Regions from separate parts of the Zea mays genome. Here region 2 is linked to region 1. Evidence: chromatin contacts called from public Hi-C data. All regions are on one chromosome and are shown on one strand. Each heading gives the region's core, a stretch centred on a gene start, on an enhancer-like site or on the middle of the called end of the contact. The rest is flanking DNA. Distances are from core to core; before and after follow the strand shown. Region 1 holds the start of LOC100283847. Region 2 holds the start of LOC109943422.

The links. A called contact is a pair of places that touch in the nucleus more often than the background predicts.
Region 2: a Hi-C map of ear shows a contact between it and region 1, with 3 times the contacts expected there. The contact joins the promoter of LOC109943422 here to the promoter of LOC100283847 in region 1. A contact is called at or near these places in 6 of 25 Hi-C or Micro-C datasets (bundle sheath, ear, leaf and 3 more).

Annotation. Positions count from the first base shown.
Region 1 is chr1:62,568,549-62,574,245 of Zm-B73-REFERENCE-NAM-5.0, forward strand. It overlaps LOC100283847, which reads right to left and starts at 3,233. Exons shown (of 19, transcript NR_182002.1): 1 at 2,853-3,233; 2 at 2,389-2,487; 3 at 1,952-2,023; 4 at 1,773-1,865; 5 at 1,414-1,551; 6 at 968-1,026; 7 at 768-870.
Region 2 is chr1:62,904,646-62,910,764 of Zm-B73-REFERENCE-NAM-5.0, forward strand. LOC109943422 reads left to right here and starts at 4,574. Exons shown (of 1, transcript XM_020546391.2): 1 at 4,574-6,119. The coding sequence starts at 5,120.

The DNA of each region.
Region 1 (5,697 bases), core at 1,983-4,482:
GACTTTCTGGTCGGTCACCCATCACAAATTGCTCCAAGCCAAGCACACTTAATCTGTAGGTTCTTTCGAGATAGGCTTCCGAAAAAAAAGATACACCTTGTTGGTATGAGTACTCTATTAATTCCATTAAGCATTGGGCTAGGAAATGACCATCCACTGGGGTCATGATATCGCAATCCACCCACCTTAGAAGACCAACGTCCTCGTCGGTCAACCCCAATACAGGAATCTCCACTCTTGGCCACATATGTGTGTCTAGTGTTGTCATATGCCATGCCATGTGACCACTCCGGGTCCACATGCGCCATGCGCCATATACCCGAACCCCTAGCTCACACACGCCCGTGAAACCGCGAGGGTTGACTCTGATACCATTTGTAACACCTCGTCCACTTCCGCACCGACGGTACTTACTCCTAGTGGACCATAGATCATCCCCACAGACCAACACGAGTCTTTTATGCGCACTTTGTCCTTACTCATGCGCACTCGAGAAGACTTCCCGGTTGGTCACTCATCCCAAATTGCTTCAAGCCAAACACGCTTAACATGGAGGTCCTTTCGAGATAGGCTTCCGAAAAGAAAGATGTACCTTATTGGTATGAGTACTCTACTACTCTATTAATTCTATTAAGCATTGGGCCAGAATATCACCATTCGCTGGGGTCAGGATATCACACTATGTGAATTTTGTCCAGGATAATTGGATAAAATTACTCATAAATACTGGAGAATGGAGATCAAGAGTTTTTTTTGTGTAGGCTTACCAGAGGATATTGGCGAGGCTTAGAGAAACCTGAAGACTTGTGCACACTCCCATACCACCAGGGTGCCCATATACCATCAAATTCCTTGGGGCCAGCTTCCCATCTAAAAAGAGGAAACAATTCCAACTGAACATATTGGAGCACATAACAAAACTACAAAAATGTAATACTAGTGTCAGTATTTCCTACAATATACATACTTCAACATTTGTGGCTGGAAAGGAATGCCCAGATCCTCACAGAGACCACTTAGGACGGCCTGCACGAGGTGCAAACCAACTAAATACACTGGATTGCAAATGTCAAAACTAATGGAAAATCTAATACAGGGATTAAAACTAGCAACATTTGCATCACATTATTTAATTTTATAAAACCACTATTATTGCAGGGTTCATGATTTATGACCATCAAAACTGATGTGAACTAATGTAGCACTAGAGAAGTTGGTATACTGATACTCATGAAAAAAGAAGGCGGGAAGTATTTGGTGTAGCAAATAAGCTAAGGACTAAAGTGGCATGCCCTTTAAAGGAGCTTACTATATCATCGTGGAAGATGGCATCTAATACTCTTTAGATTAGAATCATAAGATGGACAGTGATCACTCTAATAAAACCACTGCATTAACCAGCCATAGATTTACCTCAGGATCCTGTTGCAGATCATCTGCATCTATCACAGGGGGTGGGCTCCCAAGTCCACATAATTCACTGTATATTGAGACAAGTTCGCCTATGCCAAGCTCCATGAAGGATGGTGGAACGACTTTATCAAAAGATGGCTGGGATAATGGAATTGTATATTATCAGTGGTACACATTAGGTAACATGTACACCACAGTAGCAAAAACTGCTAAAGAAAAAGACCTTGCAAATCAACAGGCATTTTCTTTTTGAAAAAATAAAGGCAAGCACAAAAGTGGCGTGCCCTAAGATAAAGCCTGTGAAAAGGAAGGGAAAAAAAAAGGTAAACTGCATGTGAGAGGCTTAAGGTGCCAGATACCAGTATATCTAGAGGGTTCCGTATCAATATGAAATGTTTTCCCTTCTTCATGAGGTCGCTTGACAGATTTGGGAGATGTTGCTTTGAGATGTGCTATTCAAAGAAAAGAAAGGAGGTTATCATATATAAATAAAACTTATCATTTCACAAAGCTGTGCAATAAGTTTCTGAAATAATACCTTGCAGTAACGATACTTTTTGTCCCCTGGGCCAAAAATCACCTCCTTGACAACCTTATTTCCATCAGGGTCCTGCACCAGAAATATCCCCCAAATGACTCAAATCATACAAAAGGAACGCAAAGCATCATTTTCTCGAATGCTCTGCTCTGGCCAAAAAAAAGAGGCGTGCAGGATTATGGTACTACATGATAGTATTTTCTATATAGAATTTGTCAGGATTAACTGAAACAGCAAGAAATATCCACCTAAATGTGGTCCTAGAGGCAGACATCTGTTTGAGGCCAGAAAAGGGTATGAAAGCGGCATTGCAGCCTGAAGGCTTGAAACTGGCCACCAAAAAATTAGTTCCCCGTCTGCCAACCACCTCACTAGTTGAAACAAGCCGTAGTTCCGGGAAATTCGAACTGCAAGTTAAGCATGGTGCCGAATCTCACCATTTTGGACAGGAGCTCCTGCCGGTAGGGCCTGTCGACGCCTGTGGCACGCAGGAAATTTGCGTAGAGAGGCTCGTCAAGCACCTCCATGTCGTCCCTCTGGAGCCATACATACAGGAAACAGAAATCGAAAATCAGTTGCCAAGTTAAAGTTAGCGCACATGAAGAAAAAAAAAAATGGGCGCAAGGCGCACTCAGAGTGACACTGGACGACAACAGTTTCCTTGTGATGAGCACGCGCATCGCATAGGCCCCCTACCGTACCGACTACCGCCTAGCACCAGCCGTCCAGCCCTCGTCGGAACGCCGCGAATGCTCGCGTTGCAGCTGAGCGAGCGAGCGTGCACTGGAACGGGTCCCCATCCGTTTGTGATATCCCCTCTCCCGCCGCATGATGAGCTGAGGCGCGAACAGAGCAGAGGAGGAGGAGGAGGAGGACGAGGAGAGGAGGAGGAGGAGCAGACCTGGGCGAAGGAGTACATGAGGCTGGTGCTGAGGGAGCGCGGCGCCGACCACGCGTGGATCACCACGGGCGACTCCGCCTCCGACGCCATTCGCCCGCGGCCGCAGCGCCTCGCCGATCAAGTGGAGACTGGAGGAGGGGGGAATTTCCGGGTGGTTGGTTCCTCCCGAGTCGAATTTGACCCGCCCGAGTGTGCGACTGAACTGTGGGAACAGATTGGAATGGAAGGCTATTATTTAGGACTGTAGGAGTAGGGGCCGCGGGGCCGCGGGGAGCACAACCATTGGTGCCCTGATGCTTTGGCGTCGCCGCCGCGTGCTTGGCCTGGTGGGTGGAGTGGCGAGTGCCGTGGGCGCGGCGGGGAGGTCGACGCGACTGCCAGGTCCCGACCCGCCTCCCTACTCCCCACTTCCCCAGCTAGCAAAAGGTCACTACGGCGAGCGGCGTGTGTATTATTGCTTGTCATTTTTGTCATGTCACGTACTAGGGCCTTGTGTGCTTATCGGAATTTGGGATTCTATTCAGGTACGTAGGAATTTGTTACAGAGTTCTTTGATGAACCCTTGCTCACGCATAGAGATGGCAATAGAACCCGATCCCCAATTTTCTGCGAGAAATTCCTCCATTAGAGATGAAGATGGGGAGGAAACTTACCTCGCGGCGATATAAATAGAGAAAATGTATCCCCCAACGGATAAACAGGATGGGGACAGAGAATCATTCACCATTCTCATTCCCCGCGGGCCGCGGGGACCCATTAACCTTGCACGTGACTATGACGACAAAAATAAATAATTATCTTTCAAGAAACCACTAATTATACAAATGTGTTTATTTTAATGTATACATAATGATTTCTTACCTATGATATTATGTATAAATGACAATATTTAATATTAATAACAAAAAAACTTATGTCTTAATTATAATTTAAACAATATGGGAATCATTGTTGTGAATTTATTTTTTTCGTCGCGGGGACCGAATTGGAGAGCTATTCCCAGCGAGGAATTAGCCGTTGTCATCCCTACTCACGCCAGCTATAGATTAATTGGGCCGACTCACGCCACCATTATAGTTCTTACTCCATTCAGGCAGGCCCGAAGGACCCCGTCTTGGGCCGACTCGCCCGTTTCTCCTGCAGCCCACCAGCTAACGGAGTCGAAGCCTCTTCTGTTGTCGGTCTGGACAGCATGATCGGCGCTGACACTAATCGTCGCTGACTCTCTCACGCCAGTAACTAGCCGACGAACGAAATTCAGGTTCAGTGCTTCGATGCAGAATGCGGTGATATACCGTTAGAATGGGGAGGTGGATTGGGCGGAGACGTCGCATCCTGCCTTCACGCCCACGAACACGATTGCACGAATCAAGAGGACATGTCTCCTCCCTCCGTTCAAAACAACTACTACTATAAGATATCACTCCGTTCTTTTTTATTTATCACGATTTAGTTTAAAAAGATCTAGCGAACCATAAATATTCGAGAACTTAGATAGTATGTGCAAGTCAAGTCCGTGGAGGGCGGCGCTCCCTCAAAAGGATCACCAAAAGCCTTTCGAGGAGAATGGCGAATGGGTGCATGCATACCAAAGAGCAAACGTCTCGCCTGTTTTAGGCACTCTATGAACTCACGTTCAACGTATGACGAACACCGCGGGAAGGGTCTGTCCCTAAAACCGCACACACGTCAAGTAAGATGTGCTTGCGCGCACCCAAGAAACTCGGTCTTCAACCGAAAACCAGTAAACATGGACTCACGCTCAAGTATGATGCTAAATCATTGGAGAAAAAAGTCTATGGACAGTTTAAGATCAAATTAAACAAAATAGCTTCTAATGATGTCAAATTAGATCAAACATCGACTAACGCTAGATCGCTTGGGACGCCACAGTCCACCAACTAACACTGATTTATCTCATTTAGGGTTTGTTTGGAATGACTTCAATTCAAATTTTCCCGTTTTGGTTTTCAGCTTCACGTAAAACAGTGCCAACATATTGTTGAAGTGGGTTCGAGGAGTATTTGACATGTGCACGAACTCCAGCTTTTGTAATACAATTGATTTTTGTGAGTTTTCTAATTATCCTTGATAGTTAGTGGCTGTTACGAGATAATCGAAGCGCTATGTTATGTAACCGGTGGTATGGTGGGTAATTTTCATGCAACTTCATGAGAAGGTATGAAAAATAGTGTTTCTGAAAACCCGTTTAAAGAGCTTCGTAAATTTCATAAAAATGTCTCTAATTTCATATTTTTTTCAAAGCTAGAACTCGTGGAGCTAGACCTGTTTGGATGAAAGGAGCTAGAACGAACCCTAGAAATTTGAAGTGAAGCTTTCCCAAACAGGTCCTTAATATATGGTGTGATATCAGCAAAATTCATTATCAAAACCCCTTAGGGCTGGTTTGGTGACCAAGAAAATTAAGAGGATCGAATAGCATGGGGATTCCTCCCGTTGATGTCCTCCATTTATCTGATCACCAAATCGGCCCTTAGAGTGTAAACGCTAGTGGTTTTCAAAAGTTTAAAGGGGTTAAAACTGATTTTAAGAAAACCAAACTAGGGATGAAAACAGGCAATTTTTGGGTCTTTTTCTTTTGATTGCGAATAAATATGATATAAAATCTGCTATGTAAATTTATATTTTTGTTTTGAGTGTTGAGCTTGTAAAGTTTCATAAAACATAACATATTTATTCTCCAATGATAGATATAAAATCTAAGTACAATTCAGATACGGATATATAGATAATTTTCACCTTTTTTGTTGTAGATAGTAAATAATATATAAATATTTTATGGAAAACTTTATTCTTATATGTAATAATGTGCTTGATAGCCCAA
Region 2 (6,119 bases), core at 3,324-5,823, 340 kb after region 1:
GAGGAACTCCTATTCCTACCTCGATTCTATTTTCTCTTCCTTTAACAACTAATTGGAATCAATTTTTTTTGTTGTAAGTGGTTAATTTCTTGTTTCACCTATTCACCGCTGCTAGGCGACTATCACTTTCATATGTGAGAGCACTATGTCATAGAGTCTTGCATATGTTAGAAAACAATATAGTCTTGCATATATTAGAGAACAATGTTGCAGGGATGGAGCTACATGTCAACTGAAGTGGGCTATGGCACCCTAGGCTTAGAAAAATATTAGTGATCCAGTGACCCTTCTAAATGACCCAAGTAAATAAATAAGAGGCTGAAGACCAAACCATGAAGACTTTGCTTATGTTTTGCCCTTCTGATTCTAGAAAAGCACAGCGTCCAAAAGCAGAGGTGTTTGGAAGCGGGTACCCTCTATAGCACCAACATCTTTGAATTTATATAGAGGGTTCAATCCTTTACATGATGGAGTATAAAACTAGGACCATTAAGTTGATACATGTTGTTACACAATTGGTCTATGACTCAACCTACTATAAAACCTATCATACAAGAAAGAAATTAGGCTTCACACATATGTTAAAATCCCCCTCAATCACAACTTCTTAATTTGAGAAACTATGTTGCGTAACTCTTTGTGGTAGAGATAGGAACACTTAGTAAAAATTGTAGTTGCACATATGATAGTTTATTTATTGTATATGTTTTGACTAGAAGAAAAATAGAGGCTACAATTTTAGAAAGAAATTAAATTACCTAATTCACTCTTCCCCTTAGGCGGCATCATTCCTTCCAACGCCAACTAACCACTCGGCTATAATTGTACTTCACTAAGCCACACAAGAATGAGTTTGGTTCATACAGATGACCGATCACATCCAAAAGTCATGTAGCCTCAGTTTTAACAATTTTCTCACTATTATCTATGAATATATTGTTGCTTGTGTTGCACAAATGTATAAGGTTTATGCAAAGAACAATTTTATAAAATATATGCTCCAAAGTTTTTTACTCAACGAGCATAAAAGGATAGAGGAAGTAAATATCCTACAAACTTCTTTTGAAAAATCTAGCAAGTTTTTTTTACAAATATCTACTAATTGTTATCTTACAAAGGTGTGTTCACAGAATCGTCATGAGGCCGCGGGCTACAACCCACATAAATGATCCCTATCTTAAGAGGTATCAAGGGAGTAAGTGCAAAAAAACACAAGAGACGTTATCTTGGTAAGGAACGTCTCTAACACAGTTTTCTAAGTCTAAATACGGATCTACCCACATAAATGAGTTATATATTGAGAGGTTCTAGTGAATAAGTGCATGTACAAATCTGAGACATCAGTTCGGTTTTTCAAATACAAGAGACGACTAAGAGATTGCATGGTACAACCCTAGGACCCTAGATCATCAATGCAACTAAGAGATAACGTGTATAAAAAGTCGTGAAGAGATGGGTTCTTCGTGAAGAGTCTGTCTCTTATATTTTTTTCACTTAGCACATTAGAGACCACTCAAGATACCTCATATTAAATGAGGTTGTATATACCTTAAGATACAAGACTTAGAAACATTGGACTGTATGAAATATTTTCTTAGGTGTATCTAACGTTTGAACAACCAAAACATAGTATCTATTTTGTACATGCCTTAAGGAGCTGCACGATTCAGGAAAGGAGAAATTAAACTCCTTAAACCATAGTCCTTAATAGTCCTGAAAGTCTGGGCCGTGCCTAATGGGCCGGCCCGAACACGGCCCGTAATAAATGAAATAAAGCACGGCCCGACACGGCTGATTTAAAATCGGGCTAGCACGGCACGAATCGCGGGCTGGGCCGTGCTCTAAATGTCAGCCCGTCGTGCTATAAGGCCCGACACGTCGTTGTGGGCCGGGTTCGTGCCGGCCCGGCACGGAAACAGCACGGTGCGCAGACCGGCTTTCATCTACCGCACGCGATTAGGGTTTCCTCCCACTGGCCGCCGCCATCCATTCATCCAGGACGCCCAGCCGCCCAGCTTCCTGCTGTAGGCTCCTTTCCTTTCACTCGTCGTGCGCAGCAGCCAGCAGGCAGCACGGCCGCACGGGCGCCCGGCCTTTTTTCCTCCCGACTCGACACCTTCTCCCTTTGCTGAACTGCTGTGCTGGAGGCTGGAGACCGATGGAGCTGGAGTCGCAGCCGAGGAGACAGGAGAGCATGCGCATGCGGTGCGGGTCTGCAGATCAGCGGGTGGACCGTCCAGAGTCCACGAGCTGGAGCGCAGCCGCAGCGTCCGCCGGCCTGGCTTCCTTCCTGCCCTCTGCGTCTCCGCCGCGATGTATGTCAATATGCCTACAGCCTACTGCCGAATGCCGATTGCATAGGAGCTGCAAGAACGAGACGAAGAAAACCACATGTTCTAAGTCAATGGTGGCCTGTCATTTGAGCAACTCCCAGAAATATTAACAGAGAAAGGTCTCCCTACGTTCAACACCACGCCAGCTGCAAGAAGGACCAACAGAGAAAGGTCTCCCTGCGTTCAACACCACGGTCTCCCTGTGTTGTGTTCGCTTACTGCGTGCCGTGCCTGGGCCAGCACGGCCCGATGGAAGCCCGTCGTGCTTTAGGGCCGTGCTGGGCCTTGCTTCTACTCACTAGGCCCGGTAAGGCATGGCCCGATTCTATTTCGGGCTAGCCAGGCCCGACTAATTGAGGCCCGAAGCACGACGGGCTCGTGCCGGGCCGGCACGGCACGGCCCAAGTTGCAGCACTAGTCCTTAACTGTGTTTCGGAAGACCATAAACTGGTGTCGAAGACAAGTAGGCCCCGAAGACCTAAAGATCACCAAGTCAGATCCCGAGAACCAAACCGTTGTACTTCTTTTGTCGGGGACATTTTTTTCTTTACGCAAAGTTTTTAACAAGACAACAGATACAGCATAACTTGCTCGTGCAATATATAGTACATGGACGTGATTCACGTGAGGGGGAATGATGTTGTGGAAGAGTGAAACGATATGTATGGGTCATTGTTGAATCGTGTGACCTCGTCACTAAAGAACAAACACATGTGGACATGTGATGACCTATCAAGACTGATTAAATAGACATGTAAACAGGAGGCTGGTCACTTTCTTGAACACGATAACAAGAAGTGAAATAATGAACTCTCAACATATTTTTTTATTTAAATATCCTTGTGTTTTTATCGTGTTCCTTGCACGGACGGAAACGATTTTTTTAGAGTGTGTTTGGTTGAAGAGTCAACTATAATGGAGCGGCTCTATTCTAGATTTTGAGAACCGAGCCGTGTTGGCAAGAGCTGCTCTATTTTTTGTTTGATTGGAGAGTTATATGTTTTTTTAAAGAGAAGGAAAGAGAGGAGAGCGTTCGTGTTTCCTGTTCGAGGGAGCACTAATTGTTTTGGTGGAGTATAAGCATTTCATATTAAACCGCTTCGCTCTGTTTTATTAGAACCAAACATAAAAAAAATATATTTTTAACTGCTTGCTAGCTGCTACTATCTCGCATGGCATTCACGGTAGCCAGTCGAGGCGCATACCGGGCCATACCGCAGGTGATGAGACGGTGGACCGTCTGACGGCCCTACTGAACCAGGCCGCGGTTGGCACTTGGGCTCTGCTACCACTACTACTACTAGAAAACCGAAGTGCCTTCGCTGCCCTCGGTCGCCGGCCTCAGAAAAGTCGCGCCAAGTCGGCAGCGTGCGCTACTGCGCTGTGCCGACCACTCTCGTTCCCGTCTCCGTCTCGCGCGCCTCGCCTTCGGGTTCGTGCTTTGGCCCAGCATGCTCCGTTCGTGTTTCCCTCTTGTGGCCCGGAAAGCGCTTCCGGCCCAGTTGGTACGGGTGGAACTTGGAGTTCTCATCCACCCGGAGTCGCGTTTCCTGCGAGTCGCCAATGAACTTTCCGTGCGATGCTGCCGCAGTGCCGCGTGATGCCGTGATGTGTGCTGTGTTGTGTGCAGGTGCAGCGGTCAAGAAATCAGGCTCCGCGTCCGCCGTGGACGTGTGGATAAGGAAGGACGAGAGGTCGGGACGTGGTCCGTGTCCCCAAGTCGGAACGAGCCGAGACGTGCGTGCAGCAGGTGTGCGCCGTCGACTCCAGTGGACCAATCCGGTGGTGGCCGTGGCATATGCCGCTTAATCGCTTGCACGCCAACGCCGATGCGCTGGCGGACGTCGACCCACCGTCCCGTGGCCGTGGCAGGCGTGGATGCCTCACCCTCATGCCTGGGTGGCGGACATGGACGGCTTTTTCTGCCATCCGTTTCCGTCGATCTCTATTGCGTGGAAGTAGTAGTCGCCTAGTGTTCTTCTCTGCAAACAAAGCGAACAAAAAAAAAGGGATTTTCTGCGTTTATACGAGCATCTCCGAGAGTTTCAAAACACTCTTCCAATCTTTAACTTCTGTCAAGATTTTTTTTTTTAAAAAAACATAACTTTGAATAAAGCTTCTCCGACACTCACGTGCGCAGTCACGGCCGGCCGCGTGTGTCCGGCCCGATCGTCACCTTCTCCAGCGTCGAGCACGTGGGTTCCTCGTGATCATATCGAGCAATGAAGGCAGCGACTGTGTCTAACTGAGAAGCTGAAATCTACATTTTCTCGCTGTGCCGGATCCATCGGTACCTTGTAACTGGATTCCCCCCTTTTATTATTTATCATTATTATATGCAGATGATTGGCGTCGCTCATTTGCTTCTTCTCGCCGATGCCCGATGAGTACAATCAGCACTACTACACCATCCGCCATCAGATGCATTACTATTCTTAGTTGAATGATTCCGATCACGTCGCCATCATCCCCACGCGAGGACACCAAGTCGATCGCCTTTTCTTGTCTGCTCCCCCATAGGCGAGTTGACTGTTGGCGCTGAATCCTTGATCCAGTCGGCGTCAACAGTTCTCGATTCCTCCTTGCCCAAGTTTCCAATTCCAGTTCTCGAGAGAAAACGTCGTGCAGTGCAGCGCAACTGGGTCGCCCTTCTCTTCGACTTCTTGAGTCGCCCTTTTCGTCCCCTTGTTGTCGGAGTCGCGCGAGGGATTCCCCCTTCTTTTCCCCCTCCTCCTTTCTCGGGATCAGCGAGCCTAGGCCTAGCTGAGGTGTTGGCGCCAGCCAGCATGAAGTACAAGAAGAGCCGCGACGCCACGGGCCTCGGGTCCAACGGCGACGGCGGCTGGCAGAAAGGCGGTGGCGATGTGCCGCCGAGCATCCAGCTGGACATCATGGAGCACCGTGGCGCCGCCGCCACAACCGGGCTCGGGACCGGAGGCACCGCCGGCTCGGCGTCCTTCTTCGAGCCGTGGCGCGAGCGGACGCCGGGCAGCAGCGGAAGCGGGCGCGGCAGCTCCGGCGGAGGGGGCGACGGCCGGGAGCCGCCCGAGAAGCGGCTCACGCTGTTCGCCCTCCGGCTGGCCGTGTTGGAGAAAGCGGCGAGCGGGCTCGGGAAGCTCGACTTCGTCTGGGCCACCGTCGTGCTCCTCGGCGGCTTCGCGAGCACCCTCAGCATCACCGACTTCTGGTGCGTCACCGTCATCCTCGTCGGCGAGGGCGCGCGCGTCTTCGGCCGCAGCCACGAGCTGGAGTGGCAGCAGCACGCCACGCAGACCTCCACCGCCGGCGGCGCGCTGCGCTCCAGCTCCCGCTTCTTCCGCCACATCGTGCACGCCCTCGTCGACCCGGCCGCGGCGGCCGCTGGCGGCCGCCGCAACGACGACGACGACGCGCGCGCCAGGGCCGCGCTGTTCCAGCGCCAGATCGTCGCGTTCATGAGGCGCCGCGCCTGGCACGCGCCGGACGTGTCGCTGCTCCCCTACACCGGCTGGGTCTTCGTCTCCAGGAAGATCGGCAGGCTGCTCAACTGGATGCAGGTGCTCTCCGCCCTGGCCTGCGTCGTGCTCTCGGTGATGCGTCTCTGGAAGCAGGACTTCGGCGGCCGCGACAGCCGCAACATGAGGCCGGCGCTCCTGCTCTTCTACACCCTGGCGCTCGTGGAGGCGTCGCTCTTCCTGTTCGAGAAGGCGTACTGGACGTGGAAGGTCTCCGTCTGCAAGCTGCTCCACCAGGTGAGCGCCGAGTGCGAGCTGGGCCCGTACGGGCTCGTCTCCCTCAAGCGCTTCT